3 separate regions of the Mus musculus genome follow, and all the other regions are linked to region 2. The links are chromatin contacts, called in public promoter capture Hi-C maps. All regions are on one chromosome and are shown on one strand. Each heading gives the region's core, a stretch centred on a gene start, on an enhancer-like site or on the middle of the called end of the contact. The rest is flanking DNA. Distances are from core to core; before and after follow the strand shown.

Region 1 (3,630 bases), core at 885-3,384, 330 kb before region 2:
ATAAAGAAATACTCCTATATTTGCATACGTTAAAGAGTTGACAGCAGCTGGTGAGGTAACACAATCACAAAAGAACTCAAATGATATGTACTCACTGATAAGTGGATATTAGCCCAGAAACTTAGGATACCCAAGATATAAGATACAATTTGCAAAACACATGAAACTGAAGAAGAACGAAGACCAAAGTGTGGACACTTTGCCCCTTCTTAGAATTGGAAACAATCATCAATGGAAGGATTACAGAGACAAAGTTTGGAGCTGAGAGAAAAGGATGGACCATCTAGAGACTGCCATATCCAGGGATCCATCCCATAATTAGCCTCCAAACAATGACAGCATTGCATACACCAGCAAGCGTTTGCTGCAAGGAACCTGATATAGCTGTCTCTTGTGAGACTAGGCCGGGGCCTAGCAAACACATAAGTGGATGCTCTCAGTCAGCTATTGGATGGATCACAGGGCCCCCAATGGAGGAGCTAGAGAAAGTATCCAAGGAGCTAAAGAGATCTGCAACCCTGTAGGTGCAACATTATGAACTAACCAGTACCCCGGAGCTCTTGACTCTAGCTGCATATGTATCAAAAGATGGCCTGGTCGGCCATCACTGGAAAGAGAGGCCCATTGGACACGCAAACTTTATATGCCCCAGTACAGGGGAATGCCAGGGCCAAAAAAATGGGAATGGGTGGGTAGGAAAGTGGGGGGCAGGGTGTGGGGGACTTTTGGGCTAGCATTGGAAATATAATTGAGGAAAATATGTAATAAAAAAAAGAGTTGACAGCTTTCTTTCAAAACTTTAACCAAGACAAATTAATAAGTAAGTTACAGTTGTATTTTTTCAAAGGAGATGGACTCAGGGCTTAAAAGCTCTTGCCACATAATCCTGACCATCTGGCCTGGATCACAGGAGAACAGGGCAGCAGGAGAGGACAGACTCCTACACATATGCTGTGGCATAGATATGCCCCGCTCAAGAAATAAAGTAGTTTTTTAATGGGCCAAATGGGTAACTCTCCAGTGTTTCAAATAGTTGAATGTGACTATTGGATATAAATATTTATTACGCAGTAAAATCTGTTTGGTTTTTTTGATCTCCCCAGGGTTCTCTGTTTCCCAGAACTGTTGCAGGCCTGTGATAAGAAAGGGTAAGAGGTTCAAAGCTGTTAAAAACAATGAATTCATGAAATTCTTAGACAAATGGATGGATCTGGAGGATATCATCTTGAGTAAGGTAACCCAATCAGGAAAGAACACACATGATATGCACTCACTGGTAAGTGGACATTAGCCCAGAAGCTCAGAATCCTTTTTAGAAGGGGGAACAAAATACCCATGGAAGGAGTTACAGAGACAAAGTTTGGAGCAGAGCCTGAAGGAAGAGACTGCCAGAGACTGCCCCACTTGGGGATCCATTCCATAAACAACCACCAAACCCAGACACTAGGCAGATGCCAACAAGAGCCTGCTATAGCTGTCTCCTGAGGGCCTTTGTCAGTGCCTGGCAGATACAGAAGTAGATGCTCACAGTCATTCATTGGACAGAGCACAAAGTCCCCAATGAAGGAGCTAGAGAAAGTACCCAGGGAGCTAAAGGGATCTGCAACCCTATAGGTGGAACATCATTATGAACTAACCAGTACCCCAGAGCTCTTGACTCTAGCTGCATATGTATCAAAAGATGGCCTAGTCGGCCATCACTGTAAAGAGAGGCCCATTGGACTTGCAAACTTTATATGCCCCAGTACAGGAGAACGCCAGGGCCAAAAGTGGGAATGGGTGGGCAGGGGAGTGGGGGGGGGAGGGTATGGGGGACTTTTGGAATAGCATTGGAAATGTAAATGAGGAAAATACCTAATAAAAAATATTAAAAAAAAAAAAAAAAGAAAATCCCTGTGACCTCAGTAAGGTCAGCTTGAATTATGTTTCTAAATCAGAGTGTGCTGAAAGAGAAACGAAACACAAAGTAAACCAGAAGCAAACAGGAAAGTCAGTCTCCAGATGGCGCCAGTGTGGCTCCTGACCTTGAAATGCGTTTCCCAATGAGATTTTGTTAGGCCCTGAGCCAACCAAGCGTGTGTGTATGTACAGAAAGGAGGAGCTACAGGATTAGCTAAATACTGAAACCTCCCCACGTATTTGTGCCTCTCAGCTTTCAAGTTTCAATCCTGTAGTGGAAACTCAGCTCCTCAGCTCTGAGATGTGTGTCACAAAGGCTTCCCTACCTATGCTTAGTCCCACAGGCAGCCCGCAGGAGGTAGAAGTGGGTAAGTATTCAATAGTATTTGAACCAATGGGAGGGGCAGAGAGGAGTTTCAAACAGGGCAGGAAGGCAAAAGAGTTGAACCTTGAACAAAAGATTAAGAACAGAAGGGCGTCTGTGAGCCCGTCACTGTGGGTCTGCAGAGCAGGAGAATGCAGTCGGGATTAGCTATGAGGTTGTTACATTAGTTATTCTATCGGAGCATACAATACTCGAATAGTTCTCAGGCAAGAGAAATGAGCAGCGAGTCACCTTCTAACTGCCAGAGCTGTAGCCACAGCGTTCTCGCTTTGTACTTAGCTTGCTAGTCCACTCTTCCCAGGGATCTGGTAAGTTACAGTCTGGTGGATTACATCAAATTGCTGTAGTAAACGTTTGCTTTAAGTCCCTGAGTGAAGGAAACTCAGACAACAGCTTTGCAATGTGCATAGTGGCAGAAGTTGCCTGGGAAGCTTGGAGCTTGTGTTTTGCAGATCCATTGTAATTAAAATAGAATTGTAAGGGGGTGGCTTGGGGTGGGGTGGGGGTGGGGGGCGCTGAACCTACTCAGGACCAAATCCTTTCTGTTTTGAGCTCTTGATAAGTTACAGAAAAAGAATATAATGGGGTTTCCTACTTAATTCTTCAGAAAGGAAGCAAAATTGTGTTTCTTGTGTTTCAAACTGTCTATGCTCCATTATATTGTGTTCCTTTATTTTCCTTTTCCCCCTCATTCCTGTTTCTTCACATTAATTTTTTTTTTTTTAATTTGTGGAAAGACTACTGAATTTTGAGAAAGTAAGATTGACATCTATCAAAATACAAAATTCCCAACAAATGCTAATGTTTATCACTTAAACCAAGTATTCTGAAATAATAATAATAATAATAATAATAATAAATTATAATAAATTATTATTACTGAGGATGATGATGACTGACTGACTGATTGATTGATTGATTGATTCTTTGGCAAAGTCTCATACTTTACCCCAAGCTGGCCTGGAACTCCTGCTCCCTCTGCCTCAGCAGGGTTGACTTTTTAAAATCAAATACACAAATATTTAGCCATTGGAAACATTTCCTGAGAATGTGGAGCTTCTGTCTCAAGTGCAGCTGTTGCATAGCTAGCTGCAGGCATTTTGAAGCCTGTCTTGTGAATGTGGAGCTCCTGTCTCAAGTGCAGCTGTTGTATAACTAGCTGCAGGCATTACACAACTTCACTCCTTTGAAGCAGTAGCTTGTTTTATCATTGAAACAGTTTTTAAGTAAGCTAAAAACCAGGCCAGCAATACTTCATTTCTTTGGGTTTTTTGAGAGATCATTTCCAACATTACTTTTAAATAAAGACAGGAAAGTTATGTTCAAATTGTGCTATGGAACACATT
Region 2 (4,015 bases), core at 662-3,161:
CAGGCCTGCTGGGAAGCTCCAGGGCAAGAAAGACGATTGCAATCATGTGGCCAGAAACTGCCAGGGGGGAAAGCCAAAGTAATTGGAAAACCTGTTCATGCAGGTGAAGGCTGGTGCGGGTGGGAAAAGAAATGGCCTGGTTAGCATGGGAACTGTTCAAGGAAAAAAAGACTATTAGAAAGATATATTGCCATCTAGAAAGGACTGGTAGAAAGACAGAAGAGTCATAGTGGACATTAATGATCCTGTATATTGGAAGGAACCATCACATGTAAGATAGAGATAAATTAAAAGTATCTTAACTAATATCAAATGCTTGCTATCAGGACTGTAATATACATCATAAAGATTCCTTTATTTTGTTATTTATTTGTATAAGTACTTTGCTTTTGTGTATATATGCTCACTACCCACATGCCTGATTCCCATGGAGGACAGAAGTTGGCCTGAGATTCCTCTGGGACTGGAGCTACAATTCATGAGTCACTATGTGGATATTGAGAACCAGAGTGCTTTCCATATCAAATTGAACTGAGCTGACAGAGACATAAAATGCCTTGTCCAAGATCCCATAACAAACAGGGGGTCAAGCAAGTGACTGGATCAAGACCCTGAGCTATGGTCTTAACCCATGCTGGTTTACTGTCTTTCCCACAAGAAAAGAAAACAGGGTGTGTGTGTGGGGGGGGTATTCATGAAGTTTTTCTATTATGTGGTGTTTGAATAAAAATATTCCACACAAGATGCCTCCTTGACCCCGATTTCCTTTCGCTGAAGCAACAGCTGATGCTAGTTCAGGAGTTATTTATTATGCTCTCTGAAGAAGGAGGTGCAGTAAGGTCCAGGCCTAGTGAAAGGCTGTAACTTAAGTCCTGCTCTCCACTCCTCCAGAATGCCTTCTGTCTCACAGAGTTTTCTATTGAAGTTTGGAAAGTACATTTCACTCAAGAGCCTATGTTATAAAAAGAAATGGACAACTTGGAGAGAGCAACATTGTACCAGAGAGTTCTCTCACTGTTTGCTCTCCTTAGCTGAGAACAGGAAATTGTTTGCATTCATAATTCTCACATCATATCATCACGGTCTGATCACATGGTGTGTGGGGCCTTGAGTGTGATGGAACCCACTCCACAAACTCCCTCATCAGGACCCACCCTGCAGCCTCTCCTCATCAATTAGAAAGCAGCTGAAATCTAATTTTGTTCAGTCTTGTGAAACAGACATGTCACTGTGAACCAACACTGAGTGTTCTTACTTAGTACTTTGGGATCTGGGTAAAAGATTCCTCCTTAAATATCAGTCGTTTATATGGCATTCACTGGCTCTGGACAATATTTTCCTGTATAGCCATTTTATATCCTTTCCGTGTGGTGTGCTTATTTTAAAATATGACTTGTAAGTCTTATTTTATTGTTGATAATATGTGGGTTTAGATGGAGGTCTTGCTGTTCCCTAGGGTAGTCTTACTTTCCTGAACTAGACCCATATGATCCTCGTGTCTCAGCCTCCTCAGTAGATGGAACCGTGATTGTATGCTCTGAGCCTGGTTCTCTAGTGACAACATCACAACACTGCTTTAAGAGGAGCAGAGGGAGAGAGAGAGAGAGAGAGAGAGAGAGAGAGAGAGAGAGAGAGAGAGAGAGAGAGAGAGAGTGTGTTAACTTGGAAAATGGTTTTTAAAACTATGCCTGTGTTTCTGAAACTGAAGCAGGAGGCTGAGACCATTGTTAGCACCTGGCACTTCTAGTTTTGAAACCCACTACCTACTCTAAAGTAGGGATAACTTTCTAGCTCCTTTAAAATCTCTTAGTCCTGCTGAATGGCTGCAATAAATGACCCAGAACCTGCAGGGTTGATTATCAACACGGTAAGGGGAGAGTTTTAAGGAGTAAGAAGGCAGATGCCAATCACATGGAGAGAGGGTGGAGAGAGATTGGCAGTGACTTTCAGACTTCAGCGGTCATCCAGGAGCCGAGAGTGTGTAACTAGTTTCCTGATGAACACAAGAACACATCTGGTCACTCACAATCTGCCTTTGACCTATTACAGGTCCAAGTCTCTCATTATAGACTGAGGAAAAAAAAATCTAACTCAGAGGACAAATGTGCTCTTCTTGAATGCAGACGAAGAAAAATTAAATACACAGAAAAGTTTGATTGAAGAAAGGAAGTGGAGAGGAAGCCAATGTGGAGACCCCGTGAAGAGAACTCAGGAGGAGGAAACTAAAAGGGAAAAGGAAACCGTAAAATATAAAGCCAGCGGGAACAAGGAGAGGAGATTGATCTATTGCCGAGAAAAAATTCTCTTTAGGAATCCTTCACCACCAAGTTCCACGTGGCACGGAGCATGGGAAGGATACAGCAGATGCAGCCGGCGTGACCTTTCTGGACCAGATGTTCAGCCTAATGACAGCCTGGGCCCAGGTGCTGATGGCCTCTGGCCTGTTTTATTTCATCCAGGTGTGTTCAATTGTGAAACAGCAGGAAGAAACTTTCCTTTGCGTATTGCTTTAGCTATGCTGTCTCTAGGAGGAAATGGATGGAGCAAAAACTGATATAGAACCCAAAAGGGAGTGAGAAAAGAGTACTATGGTGTTTGTTTAATAATAGGGGGTTTCAGAGATGTGTGTATGTGTATGTGTGTGTGTGTGTGTGTGTGTGTGTGTGTGTGTGTGTGTGTGTGTGTGTGTGTAGATGTATGTATGTGTGACTGATGCTCATGGAAAGAGGGAGAAAAATTAGAACAATCAGAGATAGTATATGTTATACTCAGCTTGAACAGGGGTGCAGGGATTACCCAGTGAGTTCCCAGTACCAAAGGTCTCTTTAATAATATTTTAAACAATTTATTTTACTCCTCTGTGAAAGAAAAGCCTGTGAGTCACCATTTAGTTGAAAAAAGGGTCAGTATAGTGAGAGATTCTGGACAAATGCCAAGGCCAAGTTTACATAGCTAGGAAGTCTAGCTGAGCAAGACACTGCAGAAACTAGACTGCATCTCATTCCTGTGCTGGTAGCAGCTGTCTGCTTTGCTTCCCACGCAAGTTAACCAATATATAAAAGTACATTTTCTTATATGTTCTCTTGGTTTCTGCATTTCCTTTTCTTCTTTATTCTTCTTTCTTTGTAACATCTCCCCCATTGCTCTTCTTGTGTAGTGAGATACTGATGTGGTGAAGGCTGAAAATGAATAGCACTGGGGCTAGATTTCAATTTTCAGCAGTGCAGGGATAAGGAAGACAACCACAATGTCCCAGGGGATGAGTCAGGAGACTTCTAGGGTGACAAACTGACACAGAGGGCTATTCATAATTCCCTAAGGAAGGATGCTCAGCCATGGCCCGAGCCACATAGAAGATCCCTGCTCTTTCAGGAACTTCTGCCTCACAAGATGTAGTCACCAGTCAAAGGAATGACCAATGTCTCAGGCCAGTACAGACCAATCCTATGATCCTGTCCTCATCTTTACAAATAGGTCTGACAGGGTTCAGCCATGATGGGTAGTTGATAGGCTGCTGAGAACTGCAGGTGTGACCATTTCCATGTCTGAGATTATTTCCTTCCCACAGCTTCCTGGGGCCAGGAGTGAGGAGAACTGTGTCAACACTGAACAGTAAGTATCTGAGAGTTCAAGCTAGGAGTAGAGACAGACAAAGTGACAACACCCAAACATAGGCTAAAATGTCAGCAGATAGTGCCGACTTCCCTTTTAACTTAAATGGACACCACCTACCATCATAGACATGTGTGTCATTCCAACTGCTCAGAATCACCCTACTGAGAGTGCTTTTTTTTTTTTTTTTTTTTTTCAAATCAGTCTTCTCGTCAACACAGCACAATTAATTTAAATACATATAGTCAGGGAGACCTGCAAAAGGCTTCCTTAGCTGTGGTTTCCAGTGACTCATTAGGGCAGACTGGGTTCAGCAGCCAGTCATTGGCTTATCTATTTGGATGATTTCCACAGCAGCATGCCCACTTCAAATCCAAAAGCAATTTTTGGTTTCAAGTAAGGA
Region 3 (3,541 bases), core at 82-2,581, 260 kb before region 2:
AGAAATTGAAACTGGTATCTTCCTCAGTCACTCAAATGAGCACATTGTTTTCCAAGGATCTGCCACTGAAGCTGGGGCTCACACACTTGTCTCGATTGCCTTACTAGCAAGCCTTTACCACCCTATTATTAAAATTAAGCAAAGACATCTTGGGAAAAGAAAATTATGAGTAACTATTTCTGATAAACATAGGCATATAAACCCTCTGTAGAATAGCTGTAAGGCAAATTCAATAATATACTAAAATGATTTTTGTATCATTTTTTTTCTTCAGAGGCAGAGACTGGCTGCACCCCTGCTTGGACTGACACTTGGTCAGCGTTCTGTGTCTTTTCTGTCTGGACCTACATTGTAGTTCCTTCTCTGTCCTTGTAGAACCACATTTGAGCAAGAATTTGGTAAATCGGCACAGTAAAAATCTCCGCTTGAGCTATTCTTCACCGTTAGGAATAATCCTTGAAAATCAGATCAGCCAGATATCCTTTCTCCCTTTGATTTCTGTTCACAGATCCTCACTCACTCCTTGGTCATACGTCTCCACCTGTTCTTGTGCACTCTCTGTCTTGTAAGATCTTGTATCTTTCACAATGGCTTCTCTTTATAAAGTCTGTTTTATCATCCCCGGTGATATTTGGAAAGCCTTGCCACAGTTCCCAGTTTCTTTCATCACAGCTTGTCTAGCTGAAGGGACTTTGACACTTCCTTACTCCCACTCCTTGCTTCCAGTTTTAGTGGCACACACCCCCCTTTTATTTCTAAGTCCTGGAGATGGGTTGGCTCATGCTGGACCTTTCTACACAGTTGCTTCCACTGCGTCCAAATTTAAAATAGAGAAAAAAGTAGATTATTTGAGTCAGAGATGCAGGCAATGGTAAGTGCTTTCCTAGCGTGAATGAGGTCCCAGGTTCAGTAATCATCACAGTATAAACAAAAACCCGCCAAGCAAAACCATCTCTGGCTTGTTTTGAGACATATTCTTTCTATGTAGCTCTGGGTGTTCTGGAACTTACTATGCATATCAGGCTTGCCTTGAGCTCAAAGATATTCTCCTGCCTCTGCCTCTCAAGTTTTGGGATTAAAGGAGTGCACCAGCACACTTGGAACAAACAAACAACAACGCTTTAAAATTCCCTTTGTTGCCTAAGCTTCTTATCTGATGCTAAGTTGTCCAGAGTTGACAGAAGTTGCTCTCAGTATCTCAGAAACCCTAAAGATAACATGAGAAACTAAAAGTCATTTTGCACTTACAGTCTCCCCCCTCCCCGCCCCCTTTTATGGACATGCAATCATTTAGAGTGACACATAAAGGAAATAATTGAAACCGTTGTTTCATAGCGCCATCTGCTGGAAAATTAGTGCACTACTTAGTTTTTATTACAGGACACACATCAGCAGAGAGTTTAGAACCCAGTCCCTAGAAATTTCTGCAAAGTCTCCAGGAAGCTAGGCACAGACATGAAACTATTGCAAGTTGTATTGTAGAAGAGGAGGAATTGTGACCCTTTGGGCTTTCTCTCTCTTGGTCACCTGTACCTGCCCATCACTTCTGTCTCTCAGAAGGAATGTCTTTCTCAGGACAGTCTGGCCCCTGCACCAAGAGTGTCTAGTCTTGCAATTATCTTTGCAGTACCCAACCCCACCTTAGACCTTGTTCATTTTCTGTCACAATCGGATTTTACATAGCTATGGGAGTACAGACATCTTCCAGGGAGATAGTTTTTCTCTACTGTAGCAGTATACTTGGAAAGATGCTGGTTCTCTCCCCAGCCCCCCCCAACACCCCGCCACACCCCACCCCCAGTGTTTCCACTTTCCTGTCTATGTTAGGTTTTTATAAAGTCCTTAGGAGGTTGTTGTTCCTACCAAGATTGAAACTGCTCAAGGGCTGGAGAGATGACTCAGTGGTTAAGAGCACTGACAGCTCTTCCAGAGGTCCTGAGTTCAATTCCCAGCAACCACATGGTGGCTCACAACCACCTGTAATGGGATCCGAAGGGGTTTATTGAACTCTGGCCAAACTTAACATGGCCACCAAGAGAGTCAAACATTGCATTGTTCCACTCACCAGAGTAACAGCTCCTGGCAACAAGCAATGGAGTTTGGGCTCTGACGTCTCTCTGAAAACCTGTCTACTACGATTCCTAACCCCAGGTTACAGCGGCTCACTATGCGTGCTCAGAATCCTGTTATGCTCAGAATGTACACCGGGAACAGACTTACTCGGCAACTGGCTGAACCCCTGACTTGACTTCTGATCCCTGAAGTGATCAAAACTGATTTAAAAAAGTACTCAGTTAAGGAGGGGAATGGCTTATGTAGGAGAGAACGAAGGGGCAGCCTTATTCAAGGCTTTATGGCCAATCTGCCGCCCTCTGGCTCATCTTTGAAAGGCCTCAGGTTCTCAGTTCAGCAGCTTCTACTTCCCCCTTGTGGCTGAAGATACATCCTACTTCGATTGAGAGAGCATCATTCATTTTTTCTGTTAGAAATCACATTGGCTGGGCTTGGGATATCATTGAAGAGTAGAGTGCTTACCCAGCATGCCCGCGGCCCTACATTTAATCCTTAGTACCCTACCCCAACACAATTGATCTTTCATGAACTGAAGCCAACTAAAATCAAAAATAAAAATCACCAAATGCTTCAGGAAACAAGCCAAAATATCAACATGTTGATAGGAAATAAAAAGAGCAGTCTTGATCACATAGGATTTTAACAATTTAAATAATTACGTGTATTATAACTAGAGATTTATAATAGATTTTAAGGAATAAAAGAAATAACTGTTCATTTGGTGAGAGACCATCAAAAGTTAACCAGAAAATTTGAAAACTATAATCATAATCACTGAATTCAGAAACTCACCAGGCATAGTGGCACATACCTGCAGTTCTTGAGTTCAGGAGGCTGAGAGAAGAGGATTTTAAGTTTGAGGCCAAGCTTAGAAAAAAATAATTATATGATAATAATAACACTCACACAATTATATAGTCCTGGGCTACATAGTAAGAACCCGCCTCAATGAAACAAAGCAGACGGAACAAACCCTTAATGGACAAATTAGCAGAGTAGACAAAGGAAAATAGATCAGTCATAAACTGGAAAATGTATCTGAAATGTTGCCAACAAACCAGCACGTGATCAATGGTCATAAGAGCAGCGTGAGAGGTTGAAGGAAACCCAGAGAGAAAAGTCTCGGTGCGCATCTGACCTGAACACCAGAGGAAAACAGAAAAAAAGAGAAAGCATCAGAATGATGGCTCGGCAGATCTATCAGCTATCACTTCACACACCGTAAGCCTATCTTATCAACACTGATTACATCTGTAGCTGGTATACTTTCCTAATGGATTTACTCGAGGACTTTAGGGAAAGGGGTCTACTTATCTAAACAGCAGAAGAAGGCTTGGACAATTTGATGAGAGTTAAAGTTGAATTTCTATTTACTACCACCATATATCTAAGCTGAAAGGATTGTAACTTGCCTCTGCTTTGGGGATAATATCCCACAAGATGTCCTCCTGGATGCTCTGGTTAAAGA

What was found. Promoter capture Hi-C pulls out the DNA fragments that hold promoters and counts their contacts.
Region 1: a promoter capture Hi-C map of liver shows a contact between it and region 2, with 2.3 times the contacts expected there. The contact joins the promoter of Clec2d here to the promoter of Tmem52b in region 2. A contact is called at or near these places in 13 of 39 promoter capture datasets (the 3T3-L1 cell line, 3T3-L1-derived adipocytes, the C10 cell line and 8 more), 1 of 484 Hi-C or Micro-C datasets (liver) and 1 of 115 datasets of contacts at active chromatin or transcription factors (pancreatic cancer cells).
Region 3: a contact with region 2 is called in a promoter capture Hi-C map of the 3T3-L1 cell line, with 4 times the contacts expected there. The contact joins the enhancer-like site here to the promoter of Tmem52b in region 2. A contact is called at or near these places in 17 of 39 promoter capture datasets (the 3T3-L1 cell line, 3T3-L1-derived adipocytes, the C10 cell line and 11 more), 1 of 15 datasets of contacts at CTCF or cohesin (large pre-B cells), 31 of 484 Hi-C or Micro-C datasets (the AML12 cell line, B cells, the CH12 cell line and 22 more), 2 of 115 datasets of contacts at active chromatin or transcription factors (bone marrow-derived dendritic cells and embryonic stem cells) and 3 of 9 other capture datasets (adipose tissue, liver and macrophages).

The regions. Positions count from the first base shown.
Region 1 is chr6:129,178,481-129,182,110 of GRCm38.p6, forward strand. It overlaps Clec2d (C-type lectin domain family 2, member d), which reads left to right and starts at 2,135. Exons shown (of 5, transcript NM_053109.3): 1 at 2,135-2,267. The coding sequence starts at 2,201.
Region 2 is chr6:129,510,646-129,514,660 of GRCm38.p6, forward strand. Tmem52b (transmembrane protein 52B) reads left to right here and starts at 1,912. Exons shown (of 5, transcript NM_001081186.1): 1 at 1,912-2,459; 2 at 3,569-3,612. The coding sequence starts at 2,394.
Region 3 is chr6:129,253,825-129,257,365 of GRCm38.p6, forward strand. No RefSeq gene overlaps it. Among named protein-coding and RNA genes, the nearest start is that of 2310001H17Rik, 17 kb to the left of the region's middle. Within about 2 kb of position 1,332, at least 16 of the 459 cell types and tissues checked have an H3K27ac peak or open chromatin away from gene starts, as enhancers often do. A contact at or near this core is called in bone marrow-derived macrophages, where this site is marked.